Linked DNA regions of Macaca mulatta: region 2 is linked to region 1. A link is a contact called in public Hi-C data. All regions are on one chromosome and are shown on one strand. The core of a region is the stretch at or near the end of the contact, and the rest is flanking DNA. Distances in the headings are between cores, read along the strand shown. Region 1 holds the start of LOC699403 (serine/threonine-protein phosphatase 4 regulatory subunit 1). Region 2 holds the start of VAPB (VAMP associated protein B and C).

Region 1 (6,707 bases), core at 1,537-4,036:
ACAAAACCGCCCCTTGTTTTGTTTTGTTTTTTTGGGACGGAGTCTTGCTCTGTTGCCCAGGCTGGAGTGCAGTGGCGCTCACTGCAACCTCTGCTTCCCAGGTTCAAGCGATTCTCCTGCCTCAGTCTCCCAAGCAGCTGGAATTAGAGACGTGTGCCACCATGCCCGGCTAATTTTTGTATTGTTAGTAGAGACAGGGTTTTATCATGTTGACCAGGCTGGTCTCAAACTCCTGACCTTAAGTGATCTGCCCGTCTCTGCCTCCCAAAGTGCTGGCATTACAGGCCTGAGCCACTGCACCCAGCCGAGACTGCGCCCTCTGAGTTAATGTGTGTCAAGAGTTCAACACTGGGCCGGGCGCGGTGGCTCACGTCTGTAATCCCAGCACTTTGGGAGGCCGAGGTGGGCAGATCACGAGGTCAGGAGATCGAGATCATTCTGGCTAACATGGTGAAACCCCGTCTCTACTAAAAATACAAAATATTAGCCAGGCATGGTGGCGGGCGCCTGTAGTCCCAGCTACTTGGGAGGCTGAGGCAGAAGAATGGCGTTAACCCAGGAGGTGGAGCTTGCAGTGAGCCGACATCCTGCCACTGTGCTCCAGCCTGGGCTACAGAGCAAGACTACGCCTCAAAACAAAAGAAAGAGTTTAACGCTGTCTGGTCCATGGTAAGTTTTCAGTACATACCAACTTTTACTATTAGGAAACCTACAGGTATGGAAGGAAAGATGAGAGGAAGTACTGTATATGACTGGCGTACAGTACACCCCCAATTAATGTTAGTTATTTGGATGATTTATATAGGGCTTCTTCACCAGCAGCACTCGGGTGCTTGTTATCTTTCTGTTTCCCACATTCTGTGAGCTCCCTGCGTGTAGAGCTGTTTCCAACACATCCTTGCAGGTCCGGAGCCCAGAGCAAGTAGCTGCTCAATAAATGTTTCTTGACGGGAGAGGAAATGCTTCCTTCCTTCACCACAAATGCGAACTTGGATTTCCAAGATGACACCTCCCCCAGCTACCAGCCCTTAACATGATTTCAAAGAAGAGGGCAAGAAGGGACAAGGGACCCACCCAAGAAATGCGGGGGCCAATGGACTCCATGGGATAAGAGATGGAGCTGGGCTTGTGGCCAGGACACTTGAGAAGTCCGTGAATTCCGTAGCTGGCCACACCGAGAGCGGGACCTCCCCAACCCCCCAGCACTCCTAAAAGTCCCTAGGAAAAGGGCGAGGCCCTGAGAGGGAAGTCACCCAACTCCCAGGTGGCGGGCCCCCCGCCCTGAGTCGACTAGGACTTGGAACTACCCCCTCCGCCCATCCCGGGGCAGCTGCAGGCGTAGGAAGAAAAGAAGTGACAGGAAGTCAAAAGTTTCCCCAACAACAAAAATCCTTCCCTCGAGGGAAGGGCTCCCACCCTCAGCCCGCCCCGCCCAGTGGGGAGGGACCGCCCCCAGTGGATCTAGGCAGTTGGGGGTCCCGCTGTTCTGGTCCTGACGAGGAGGGCCTGGCTTGAGAGTTCCCTGCCCCGCGCTTCGTGCACCCTGAATTCTTTGAGAGCGTCCCAGGGAGGGATAGGGGTGCCCCAACTCTTACTTACAGTCGTCTAAGTCATCCTGCAAGTCCACAAAGTACAGGGGGATCTCTGAAAACCAAGAAACACACAAGGAGTTACCAGGGGGCTGCGGCGAGAGAGGACGGGGTCGGGCAGGGGCCCCTCGGCCTCGCGGGGTGGTCACGGGGCGAGAGGGAGGGAAGCACCCCCGGCGTCCCCCGAACCCAACCCCACTCACCCGCCATCTTGGGATGGGCCTGGAGGCTGGACGGACAGGGGTGGGGGAGCCTGTAGACAGGGGCGGGGCCGTAGGTTTCAGGCCCCGCCCCCGGCCCGCGCCGGCCGGTCGGCCCCGCCCTCTCAGTGAAGGTGGCTGCCGAGGTGGGCGGGGAGGTCAGGTGACCCGGCCGGCGTCCCAAGATGGCGGCGGCGGCGGCGCCCGGAAGGCCGCGGCGGCGTCCAGGCTGCTAAGGCGGGCCCCACGCGGCTGGCAGCGGACAGGCAGAACCTAGGGCCAGAGGACGGGCGGCAGCCGCCTCTGCGCGGACCGGGGCTGGGCTGTCTGGCGGCAGCGGCGCCAGGGGATGCTCCTGCTGGGCCCGGCCTCTCCTTTCTCAACTTAGGGCGGCGGCGGGCCCGCGCCCGTGGCTCCCGGGCCATGGCGCTGAGGGAGCTCAAAGTGTGTCTGCTCGGGGTGAGTGGCGGTGGGTCTGGCCGGGAGGGCCACGGGAGGCTGGGCTGGCGGGGACCCCGGATCCCCCATGTCCCCTCATTCTTTCCCCCATCCCCCGTCCAAGACGCTGTCTCCAGCCCCGTGGACCCTCCCTCCAGGTCAGGAGCTGTCCCGCCCACCTCTTGCACCCTCCAGAAGGTCCTGGAGGCCGGAGGGACCCTTCCCCTTCCCCTTCCCCTCCCTGGAGCCCGTGGACTCTTCCCGCCCCTTAAAGAGCAAACAGCCCCGCCTTGCCTCTCCATTGCATCTGGGTTAGGAGAGGCTTTTAAATAGTTTTCTCCCAACTTACCAAGGTATTAGTTGGGAGGGAGTTGGCCGAGTCTTCTCAAGCAAAACCCATAACAGGTCTTTAGGTTTTACAAGCAGCATTAGACTACTTTGTCTCTTGAGGGTGTTTTTGAACTTGTGGGATACCCCTGCCACTTCTCCAAAGAGTTACTTTGCCAAGTAACTCTTCCCGTGGAGAAAGGGGGTGTTCAAATCAGGAAGCCCCAAAGACTAGTTTGAAGCTTCAGCTTCCTGTCTTGTCAGGAAGGACAAGGTTGGCCATTTCAAAGCCTTCTTTCTGAAATTGATGCTGTCATTCCAGTTTCTGCCTTAAAAGATAGACAGGAACTCCATTAACTAATCTTTATTCCCCCAAAATAGGGTGGGGCTAGGATTCTTCAGGGATTACTCAGAGGTAACCCAGGAGTTCAAAGTTTACTAACATATGTTAGAAAGCAAGTGGACTTGTTACTTTTTACACGAAGCAGAAACTTTGGGTCTTTCAAAAGGTCCTAATCTGTCTTAAAAACTGCAAAAACCTCACTCTTTTAGCACATTTGGAATTTCCTAATTACTCCACTGAATTTTTATGACAATCGCTTTTGTGTTCCTCAGTTTATAAAATTTACACATCTAGGGTGATTTTTCTAAAATCCTGAACTTACGCCACAAAGTAGTTTTTGGTGTCTGCCAAAAGGTAAACTTTTCTCAGTCACACGTCTCATTCTCTTTCAGGATACAGGTGTAGGTAAATCGAGTATTGTGTGGCGGTTTGTGGAAGACAGTTTTGATCCAAACATCAACCCAACAATAGGGTAAGAGATTTTTATTTGATACACATCTAAAGGTGCATTGAAAATCCTTCCAAATACGTAGTGTGTTACAGGTGTAGGCCCTGCACTTTATATTCATTGAATTCTGAGTCGCTGGTTCACATCATCTCTGGAAGACTTGAAGGAGTACAGTGAGGATCTGTGTATTTTAGGAAAACTATCTTCAGACTTGTTGGGAGTGAAAACTTAAAAATGCAAATATGAATTGGAGTTCTGCTAATTATTAGAATAGACACAGAAACTTCAATCTATAAATATCAACAACAATTACACCTTGAAATAAGGCAGATGAAAATAGATCGTGGTGCTATTCTTTCAGGGATATCAAGTAAAACACATTTAGATGCTTTTTGTCCTTCCTGAAAGTAGTAGGCTGAGATCTGAACGCTTACACATGCCTGTACTGGTAGTAATAAGAAATTAATAAATTCGTATTGAAATGGAAGGTTTTTTCAGTTCTCTGGTTCTAGGGACAAGTAAAGGTGATTGTTCATATGTTTTTGACTCTATAAGAAAACTTTTCATTTTGCAATACTAATCCTTTGACTACATAAGAAGTTGTGTTTTATAGGCTTTAATACTATGTTAGCTTTATAAAACTAAATAGGTGCTATGCTGTAGTTTTATCATCAAACCCTCAAATGCCTTCCAGCATTTAAAGAAAAAATCAATGTTATCCATCGCTAGGATAATATTGGCCTTTGTGCTCTATGCAGATCATTCTTTGACTAATAGAGATATATTTTACAGCCCAGGAGAGAAACTGCCATAAGATTGTACCCTGAGAAATTATGAGCTCCTGTTATCAGAGGTTATTTATTATTTATTTATTTATTTATTATTTATTTATTTATTTATTTTTTGAGACAGAGTTTCACTCTTTTTGCCCAGGCTGCGGTGCAGTGGCGCAATCTCGGCTCACTGCAACCTCCGCCTCCCGGGTTCAAGCAATTCTCCTGCCTCAGCCTGAGTAGCTGGAATTATGGGTGTCCACCACTGTGCCCAGCTAATTTTGTATTTCTAGTAGAGACAAGGTCTCACCATGTTGGCCATGCTGGTCTCAAACTCCTGACCTCAGGTGATCCGCCAACCTCAACCTCCCAAAGTTCTGGGGTTACAGGCATGAGCTGCCACGCCTGGCCTATGTGTTCAATATTTTTTTATCTACTTTTTTTTTTTCACCCAGGCTGGAGTGCAGTGGCACAGTCATGGCTCATGGCAGCCTCAACCTCCTGGGCTCAAGCCATCCTCCAACCTCAGGTAGCTGAGATCACAGATGCACACTACCACACCTGGCTAATTTTTTGTACTTTTAGTAGAAAAGGAGTTGCACCATGTTACCCAGGCTGGTCTTGAACTCCTGGGCTCAAGTGATCCACCAACCTCAGTCTCCCAAAGTGCTGGAATTACAAGTATGAGCCACTGCACCCAGCCTATCTGCTTTTTTTTTTTTTTTTTTTTTTTTTGAGACGGAGTCACCCAGGCTGGAGTGCAGTGGCGGATCTTGGCTCACTGCAAGCTCCGCCTCCCAGGTTCACGCCATTGTCCTGCCTCAGCCTCCCAAGTAACGGGGACTACAGGCGCCCGCCACTACGCCCAGCTAATTTTTTTGTATTTTTAGTAGAGACAGGGTTTCATGTGTTAGCCGGGATGGTCTTGATCTCCTGACCTCGTGATCTGCCCGCTTCTGCCTCCCAAAGTGCTGGTGTTACAGGCGTGAGCCACCGCGCCCTGCTACCTCTCTGCTTTTTTAAACCCTGTGGGGTTTACACATTTGAAGGCATGGGGATGAAATTCACCAATAAGTTTCTGCAATTAAAATGCTTTTCCATATCCTTTAAGAAAGAGCTGGGTATGACACATGTAAAACGTGACCCCATCCATCTCAGGGCTTTCCTGTCCCTACCTGCATGGGAGAGTGAAGTGTTGCGAAGTGACAGCAAGTACTGCGGGTGATTCAGCGAGTGACACACTTCACACTGAGTCAGAGCTGAAAACTCAAAACCCACAAGACACCCAGACACCACCTTGGCTAGAAGTGCTCTCTCAAATAAGAAGAGAGAAAAGTGAAGGGTGTAGCTTCATGCCTCTTGGTGAGGCCTGTGGCCCCTTCCTAAGTGTCCACTGTTCCCTTGTTTTGCCAGTGGCTCCCAATCTGCCAGATGCCTGTGGCTGCTGAGCTGCCTCTAGTCCACTCTCCACACCAGGAGATTTGGCTCACATTTTTACAGGGAAAACAACATGCAAGGCTTTCTCCTCATTTTCTTTTTTCTGCCTTTCTTTATTTCTTTTTTCTCAGCTTTAGAAGGTGGCTTCCTCCTTTGTGACCAACCCCAAACATACCCCTGAGCTCTGGATCCCCACCTCTTCATAAGTTACCCTGTTTCTTCCTCAGCCCTATCATCATGTCATAGCCTGCACACAGGTTCCGAGTCCACCCCACTCCACCACAAGAGCACCCCTCAGACGGTGGAACTCCCGAAAGAAGTTACCACTTCCTCAGCTGCTGCTCACTCCTCAGCCCTCCATAATCTCAGCGCCACCCACCATGCCACTAAAACCGTCTTCCCCTGGTGCCAGTTTCCATCTAATAGCCAAAGTCAAATGGCCTTTTCTTGGTAGTTTTCTTTATTCATAGAGTGCCTGCTGTATGCCAGGTGCTAGACTGGGTGCTGGTGCCTAGACCTGGGGTGGGCAAACTGGGGTCTTTTCGCCCGCCTCCTGTTTTTGTAAATAGTTACTGAAACAGTCACACCCAATTATTTAATTATTGTCTTGCTGCTTTTGGGCTACAATGACCAACTTGATTAATTGCAACTAAGACTTGATGGCCCACAAACCCAAAAATATTTGCTGTCTGGTACTTTTCAGAGCAAGTTTGCTGACCCCTGATTTAGACAAAATGGACTTCTGTCCTCGAAGACCTTACCTACAAGGAGGAGCTACATTATGACTAGTGTACAGGAAATGATTTATTCTTTTTCTTTTTTTTCTTTGAGACTGAGTCTCTCTCTATCGCCCAGGCTAGATTGTAGTGACACGATCTCGGCTCACTGCAACCTCTGCCTCCCATGTTCAAGCAATTCTCCTGCCTCAGCCTCCCATGTAGTTGGGATTATAGGTGCGCATTTGGGAATCCGCCCGCCACAATGCCGAGCTAATTTTTGTATTTTTAGTAGAGACAGGGTTTTGCCATGTTGACCAGACTGGTCTCAAACACCTGACCTCAGGTAATCTGCCTGCCTTAGCCTCCCAAAATGCTGGGATTACAGGTGTGAGCCACTGCGCCCGGCCAGAAATGATTTATTCAGCCTTTTTCT
Region 2 (6,707 bases), core at 2,795-5,294, 82 kb after region 1:
GCATAAACTCAGGAGCTCGAGACCAGCCTGGGCAATATGGTGAAATCCCATCTCTACAAAACATTCAAACATTAGCCAGGTGTGGTGGTGTATACCTGTAGTCTCAGCTACTCGGGAGGCTGAGGTGGGAGGATGGCTTGAGCCCGTGAGGTAGAGGCTGCAGTGAGCCAACATTACACCACTGCACTCCAGCCTGGGCAACAGAGGGAGACCCTGTCTCAAAAAAAAAAAAAAAAAAAAAAAAAAGAAAGAAAAAGGAAAAAAGCACAACCTATAACTACTTGGATATGTAAAAGAACAAAATAGAACTTATAGACTTTAAAAAAATAACAAACAAAATGAAAAACTCCTGAAACAGGTTTATCAATAGCCTAAGAGATAATTAGTGACTAGAAGAAAGATCTGAAGAATGATCTGGAACATGGAACATAAAGATGACAGATTAAGATGTGATAGAGAGGTTAATAGACATGGAGAAGGGTATGAGACTTCTGTTTCTTTCACAATCCACAGTAATAAATGTATTTTACTTGTTACTCCATAAATATGTGTATATTAATAAATACAACTGAAACAAAAGTTTCATGAAATAATACAATACACTCCAATATATTCTATTCTCATTCTTTCTCAACACTGGTAACAATCTACTACATTGCTTTTATAAGCCACTATTGGAAAACAACCTACAGTTTGAAAAATATTAGTTGAATAACTACTAATCACACTACAAGATGTAAAGAGTGAGAGAATAAGGTTGAGATAACATTCATTTTTATTTTTTCTTTCTTTGAGATAGGATCTCACTCTGTTACCCCAGGCTGGAGTGCAGTGGTATAATGGTTCACTGCAGCCTCAACCTCCTGGGCTCAAGTGCTCCTCCCACCTCAGCCTCCTGAGTAACTGGGACTACAGGCATGCACCACCAGGCGTGGCTAGTTTTTTTTTTTTTGTATTTTTTGTAGAAATGGGGTTTTACCATGTTGCCCAAGCTGGTCTTGAACTGGATTCAAGCAATCTGCCTGCCTTGGCCTCCTAAATTGCTGGGACTACAGGCGTGAGCCACTGTGTCCATCCAAGATAACATTTAAAAGAGATATTCTCACATATGATACAACATGGATGAACTTTGGGGACTTTATGCTAGGCGAAATAAGCCAGTCACAAAAGGATAAATATTGTATGATTCTGCTTACAAGAAGTACCTAGACTGGTCAAATTCATAGAGGCAGGATGTGGAATGGTGGTTGCCAGGGGCTTAGGAGAGGGAGCATGGGGAATGACCGTTTAAGGGGTACAGAGTTCTAGTTTTGCAAGATGAAGAGAGTTCTAGAGATGGATGATGGTGAGGTTGCACAACAATAGGAATGTTAATACCACTGTATACTTTAAAAAGATAGTAAATTTTATGTTATGTGTATCTTACCACAATAAAAAAGTAAAATTAAATTAAAAAAAAAAAGGTATTGTCTGAGAGTTTTCAAGAATAATGAAAGACACCAATCACCAAATTCAGAAAGCCCAAAGAATTCAAGGCAGAATAAATAAAAAGATATAGCATGAGCTGGGCTTTGTGGCTCACGCCTGTAATCCCAACACTTTGGGAGGTCGAGGTGAGTGGATTACCTGAGGTCAGGAGTTTGAGACCATCCTAGCCAACACGGCGAAGCTCTGTCTCTACTAAAAACACAAAAATTAGCCGGGCGTGGTGGTGGGTGCCTGTAATCCCAGAGACTCGGGAGGCTAAGGCAGGAGAATCGCTTGAACATGGGAGGCAGAGGGTGCAGTGAGCTGAGATGGCATCACTGCACTCCAGACTGGGGGACAGAGCAAGACTCCGTCTCAAAAAAAAAAAAAAAAAGATACAGCAAGGTAAAACTGTAGAACATGAGAAGAGGGGGAAAAGACCAACAACCTATGAGGGAACGATGTAAGATTGTCACTGGACTCCTGAGGAGCAATGAGGGGGAGCAGGCAAACAGTGGATGGCAATCAACTGTGCTGAGAGAGGACAGCTGTCATTCAAGCAAGGAAGCCAAAACATCTTTCAAGAACAAGGACAAGGCCAGGTGCAATGGCTCATGCCTGTAATCCTAGCACTTTGGAGGCTGAGGCTGGAGGATCACTTGAGCCCAGGAGTTTGAGACCAGCCTGGGCAACATAGTGAGATTTTACAGAAAATAAAGAAAATTAGCCTGGCATGGAGGTGCATGCTTTTAGTCTCAGGTACATGGGAGTCTGAGGTGGGAGGACTGCTTCAGCCTGGGAGATACAGGCTACAGTGAGCCATGATCATGCCACTGCACTCCAGCATGGGCAACAGAGCAAGACCTCATCTCCAAAAATAAATAAATAAAAAACAACAAAAGACAAAAACGAATGCATTTGCAGACGAACAGAAACTGAGAGGGTCTGCACCAACAAACCTACAAAAAAGTAAAATTTAAAGGATTTACTTCAGGCAAAAGGAGAGTGATCCTGTTCATGAAAGCTAAGATGCAAGAAGAAGAATAAAAATGGTAATTGTGTGGCTGAATCTAAATTAATGTTGACTGTATAAAACAATTTAATAATGTCTCCTGGGGTTAAAATGGCAAAGGTTAAACTTAACATACACTACATTAAGGTGTCTAATTTAGAGGATGGGTGATTAAAGTACTCCGAAGTCTTCATATTTTAAGGAAACAGGGTAAAGACATTTTTACAAATATTTAAACATACTGGACTTTCACAAGGTAAGCATGCATGCCCAAAATTTTCAAGTAACCACTAAAACTTAGAAATAGAGTATGTAGGTGAAGAAAATAAGAATGAGAATAAAAATAAACCCCAAAGAAGAAAGGGGAAAAAAAAAAGAAAAACAAAACAGGCAGGACAAGTAGAAATAACAAAATACGATGGTAGAAATAATTCCAGATATATTAGTAAATATAATAAATGTAAATGGACTAAATGCTACAGTTAAAATACAAAGATTATTCTTCCAAGAAATCTGTTTATCATGAAAAATTTCAAGTATACAGAAAAGTGGGAGAAACAGTACAAGAAAACCATGTACCTGCGATGTCAAGTCAGCCATTGTTAGCAATTTGCCATGTTTGTTTCACCTATATTGGTATGTATAGGAGACTATTAAGAACACCTACTTTACTTTCACAGTGAACATAATATAATGAAATACAATTTAAACGGTAATCATGATGTAGAGTATCCATTTTTGAGGTCAAGCAGATCTGGATTCTCCAGCAATTTTTAATTATTTAACTTACTTGTGTGGTTATTTATTCAAAATGTCTCTTCACTAGGCTACAGTAAAAGGATTGGAATCAGGTTAGCTTTTCTGATCATTGTATTTCTAAATATTTATTGCATAAACAAATCGAATTTACTAGTAAAAATTCAGCACAGTGCCAGTTGCCTAATAAACATTTAACGTAGAGTAGCTTGTATTTATTGTAGCTGCTGTTGTCATTGGAAGCATTCAGCAGAGTGATACGAAATAAGCAATAATTGGTAGTTTATTATATTTATAATTATTATTTACAAGACGTCACAGTGCTTAGCCCATATCACTCACCCATAAACATCATGTTTATACTAAGTACTTTGACTATTATTCAAAGTCTCTAACAGTGCCTGGCACTACATAAGCAAGAGAAAAGTGGAAGTTTATTCTAATTGTTGTTACTGAATAAAGCATTTAACACGAGGCTGGCCCCCAGCGGACCCTTAATAGTTTTCGCGGCTGCAGTCGTAGCCGGACTACAAACCCCGCCTCCTGAGCAGCGCGAAGCCCCGCCCCTTGCTGCCCTGCAGTTCCGCCCCCGTGGCTTGTACCGCGCCTGCGCACTGTCCCGGGTGGGGCTCCACGCGCGCAGCTTTAGTCCCCGCCCCTGGAGCTGGCGGCGCAGGGCGCAGCTTCCCGCCGCCCGAGCGGGCCAGCCTGCTGCGTGCGTGCGTGTGTACGCCTGTGCGTGCGTGCGTGCGTGCGTGCGTGCCGTCAGCTCGCCGGGCACCGCGGCCTCGCCCTCGCCCTCCGCCCCTGAGCCTGCACCGCGTAGAACGACCCCCCCCAGCGCGCGCACCCCGTCGAAGACTCTCACCCGTGCCCCGACTGGTCCCCCCTTTTTTGTAAAACTTAAAGCGGGCGCGGCATTAACGCTTCCCGCCCCGGTGACCTCTCAGGGGTCTCCCCGCCAAAGGTGCTCCGCCGCTGAGGAACATGGCGAAGGTGGAGCAGGTCCTGAGCCTCGAGCCGCAGCACGAGCTCAAATTCCGAGGTAAGCCCCAGAGGCCGCCACCTTCATGCTTGCGGCCCCCGCCCCAGTGCTGGAGGGACGGAGTCCGGCGCGGCGGGTGACGTCGGCCCTCGTCCCCACCCCGACGGCGCTGTCGTGGGGGCCGGCGAGGCCGGGCCGGGCCTTGGCGCTCAGCGCGCGCCCCAGAAATGCGCGGAGCGGCCGGGACCCGAGAGGGCTGGTGCAGGAGCTAGGGCCTCTGCCTCCTCCCCGACCCCCAGCCTCCTGGGACTTGCCTTCGAGGCACTTGTCACTTTGCCTTGTAACTTAGTGACCAGTTTGTGATCACTTTAGTGTGAGCCTCCGCCGCTGCTGTTGCCTGGAAGGTTCTTCCCCTGCTCTGTGACAGTGTTGACCTCAGGGTTTAGTTGAGGTATCACCTGCCCAGAGAGGCCTGCTGTGGCCACCCAGCCCACCGTGCACACCTGCTCTCCTGCTGTCCCCATTCTGTCACTGTTTCGTGGTCAGCACCGCACTTTTCGTACTCAAAATCACTGTTTCAACACTAGAAAGGAAACTGCATGAGGACAGGCTCTTGTCAGTTCGCTGCTGTGTACCCAGCACACATTAGACGCCTAGGAAATACCTGTTGAACCAACAAATGAACCTCCTCAGGCCTTCTGATGGGATTGGTCCCATTTTCCGTTCACTGCCTCCCTCATGGTGCCTCCTGGATGCAGCTGAGGGAGGCTGCCAAGGTGCTGGGATCCTTTTGCTCCGCAGAGCTGCCTGGAGCAACACCTGCGGTGGTGGGAAACCATGACCCTGGTTTCTCCCAGACACTATTATCTCTGTAATTTGTGCCTTTATGTTTTCTATGTTGTTCTTTTTTTTTTTTTTTTTCCTACCTTCACCAGGGCCACGAGGTAAAAGGTCTGACATGCTCATTCCTTCTTTTTGCTTGTATCCAGTGATGTGGAAGGCACTAGGGAGGTGATGGATGAACAAGACAGACAAGGCCTCTGCTCTCAGAGAGCTTAGCTTCCGACGAGGACAGACAAACCAGCACACAACATCGTTACAGATCCGTGGAAGGCACTGGGGAGGTGATGGATGAACAAGACAGACAAGGCCTCTGTTCTCATAGAGCTTACCTTCCGACGAGGACAGGCAAACCAGCACACGTGATCTTTGCAGATAGTGCTAAGTGCTGTGTAGGAAATGGAACAGTTTGACTCCATGGAAGTGTACTGTAGATTGGAAGGTCAGGTCTCCACTATATCGCTAGCAGCGGGCTCACAGTAGATGTTCAGCTGGTATTAATGAATGGCCAGAGGTTCTTCAGTTTATATGTCCTATTGGGAAGTAGTGTAGGGTAACTTATGCAAAGTTACCCAGTTGGCAAGTGGTACATTTGAACCCAGACTTCAGAGTTCACGCTGTTAACCGTTACGCTGTCTGATCGCTGGGAAATACTCCAGAACGGTGGCTGTCACTTTGCCTTCCAAGTTAACAATGTGAAATAACTCTGAATTTACAGAGAACCAAAGGCTTTCCAATTAAAATGAAAAAAACAAAAAAACCCCACCAAACCTACCGGGGATCGAAATTCCAGGATAGTACTTGAGGTTTCATGATGCGCTCATGGCTTTCTGGGAACGCCAGATTGGAAAAGGAGGCCAGGTGGCTAAAGTGGTGAGCCATGGTTTCCACTTGAGTTGTCTGAAGTTCTTTTTCTGTCTGGGAGGCCTGGCTTGGCTTCTCCTGAGAATTGGTGGGTTCATTCGGTTAGTCCACAAACATTTACTGAGTACCTGATCTGTGTGTCAGACACCCGGAGAAGCCAAGTCATATCAGCTGTACTCTCCCATTTTCCCTCAACCTCCTCCCAGTACTTTAGGGAAGGGGACAGATGAGAACAACAGCCAGGACAGGACAATGATGTAGGGTAGTTCAGAGTGCCCCAGGAGCATTGAGGAGGTAAGCTCCTGAAGGAGGTGTCATTTGAGCTCAGTTATAAAGGTTGAGTAGAAGAAGGCTCAAAGAAGGAAAGGGTGAGAACATTTCAGACAGAGGAAATTGCATGCACAGAGGCACAAACACTGAGATGACTGGGCTCCTTTGGGATGCCCAGTAGTTCTTTTTTTTCTTTTTCTTTTCTTTTTTTTGAGATGCAGGTCTTACTCTGTCACCCAGGCTAGAGTGCAGAGACGTGCTGTCTCACTGCAACCCCCGCCTCCCAAGTTCAAGCGATTCTCCTGCCTCAGCCTCTTGAGTAGCTGGGATTATATACAGGCGTGTGCCTCTACGCCTGGCTAAAAATGTATTTTCAGTAGAGACGGGGTTTCACCATGTTGGCCAGTTTGGTGTCAAACTCCAGACCGCAAGTGATCTGCCCTCCTTGACCTCTCAAAGTGGTGGGATTACAGGCGTGAGCCACTGTGCCCAGCCACCACTAGTAGTTGTGAA

What was found. A called contact is a pair of places that touch in the nucleus more often than the background predicts.
Region 2: a Hi-C map of fetal cortex germinal zone shows a contact between it and region 1, with 1.6 times the contacts expected there. The contact joins the promoter of VAPB here to the promoter of LOC699403 in region 1. A contact is called at or near these places in 2 of 14 Hi-C or Micro-C datasets (blood and fetal cortex germinal zone).

Annotation. Positions count from the first base shown.
Region 1 is chr10:111,108,272-111,114,978 of T2T-MMU8v2.0, forward strand. LOC699403 (serine/threonine-protein phosphatase 4 regulatory subunit 1) reads right to left here and starts at 2,787. Exons shown (of 19, transcript XR_013400073.1): 1 at 2,577-2,787; 2 at 1,600-1,644. RAB22A (RAB22A, member RAS oncogene family) reads left to right here and starts at 1,938. Exons shown (of 7, transcript NM_001193817.3): 1 at 1,938-2,248; 2 at 3,290-3,369. The coding sequence starts at 2,213.
Region 2 is chr10:111,188,933-111,195,639 of T2T-MMU8v2.0, forward strand. VAPB (VAMP associated protein B and C) reads left to right here and starts at 4,045. Exons shown (of 6, transcript NM_001257488.1): 1 at 4,045-4,280. The coding sequence starts at 4,223. It overlaps LOC144332204 (a long non-coding RNA gene), which reads right to left and starts at 6,508. Exons shown (of 2, transcript XR_013400081.1): 1 at 4,380-6,508; 2 at 3,971-4,329.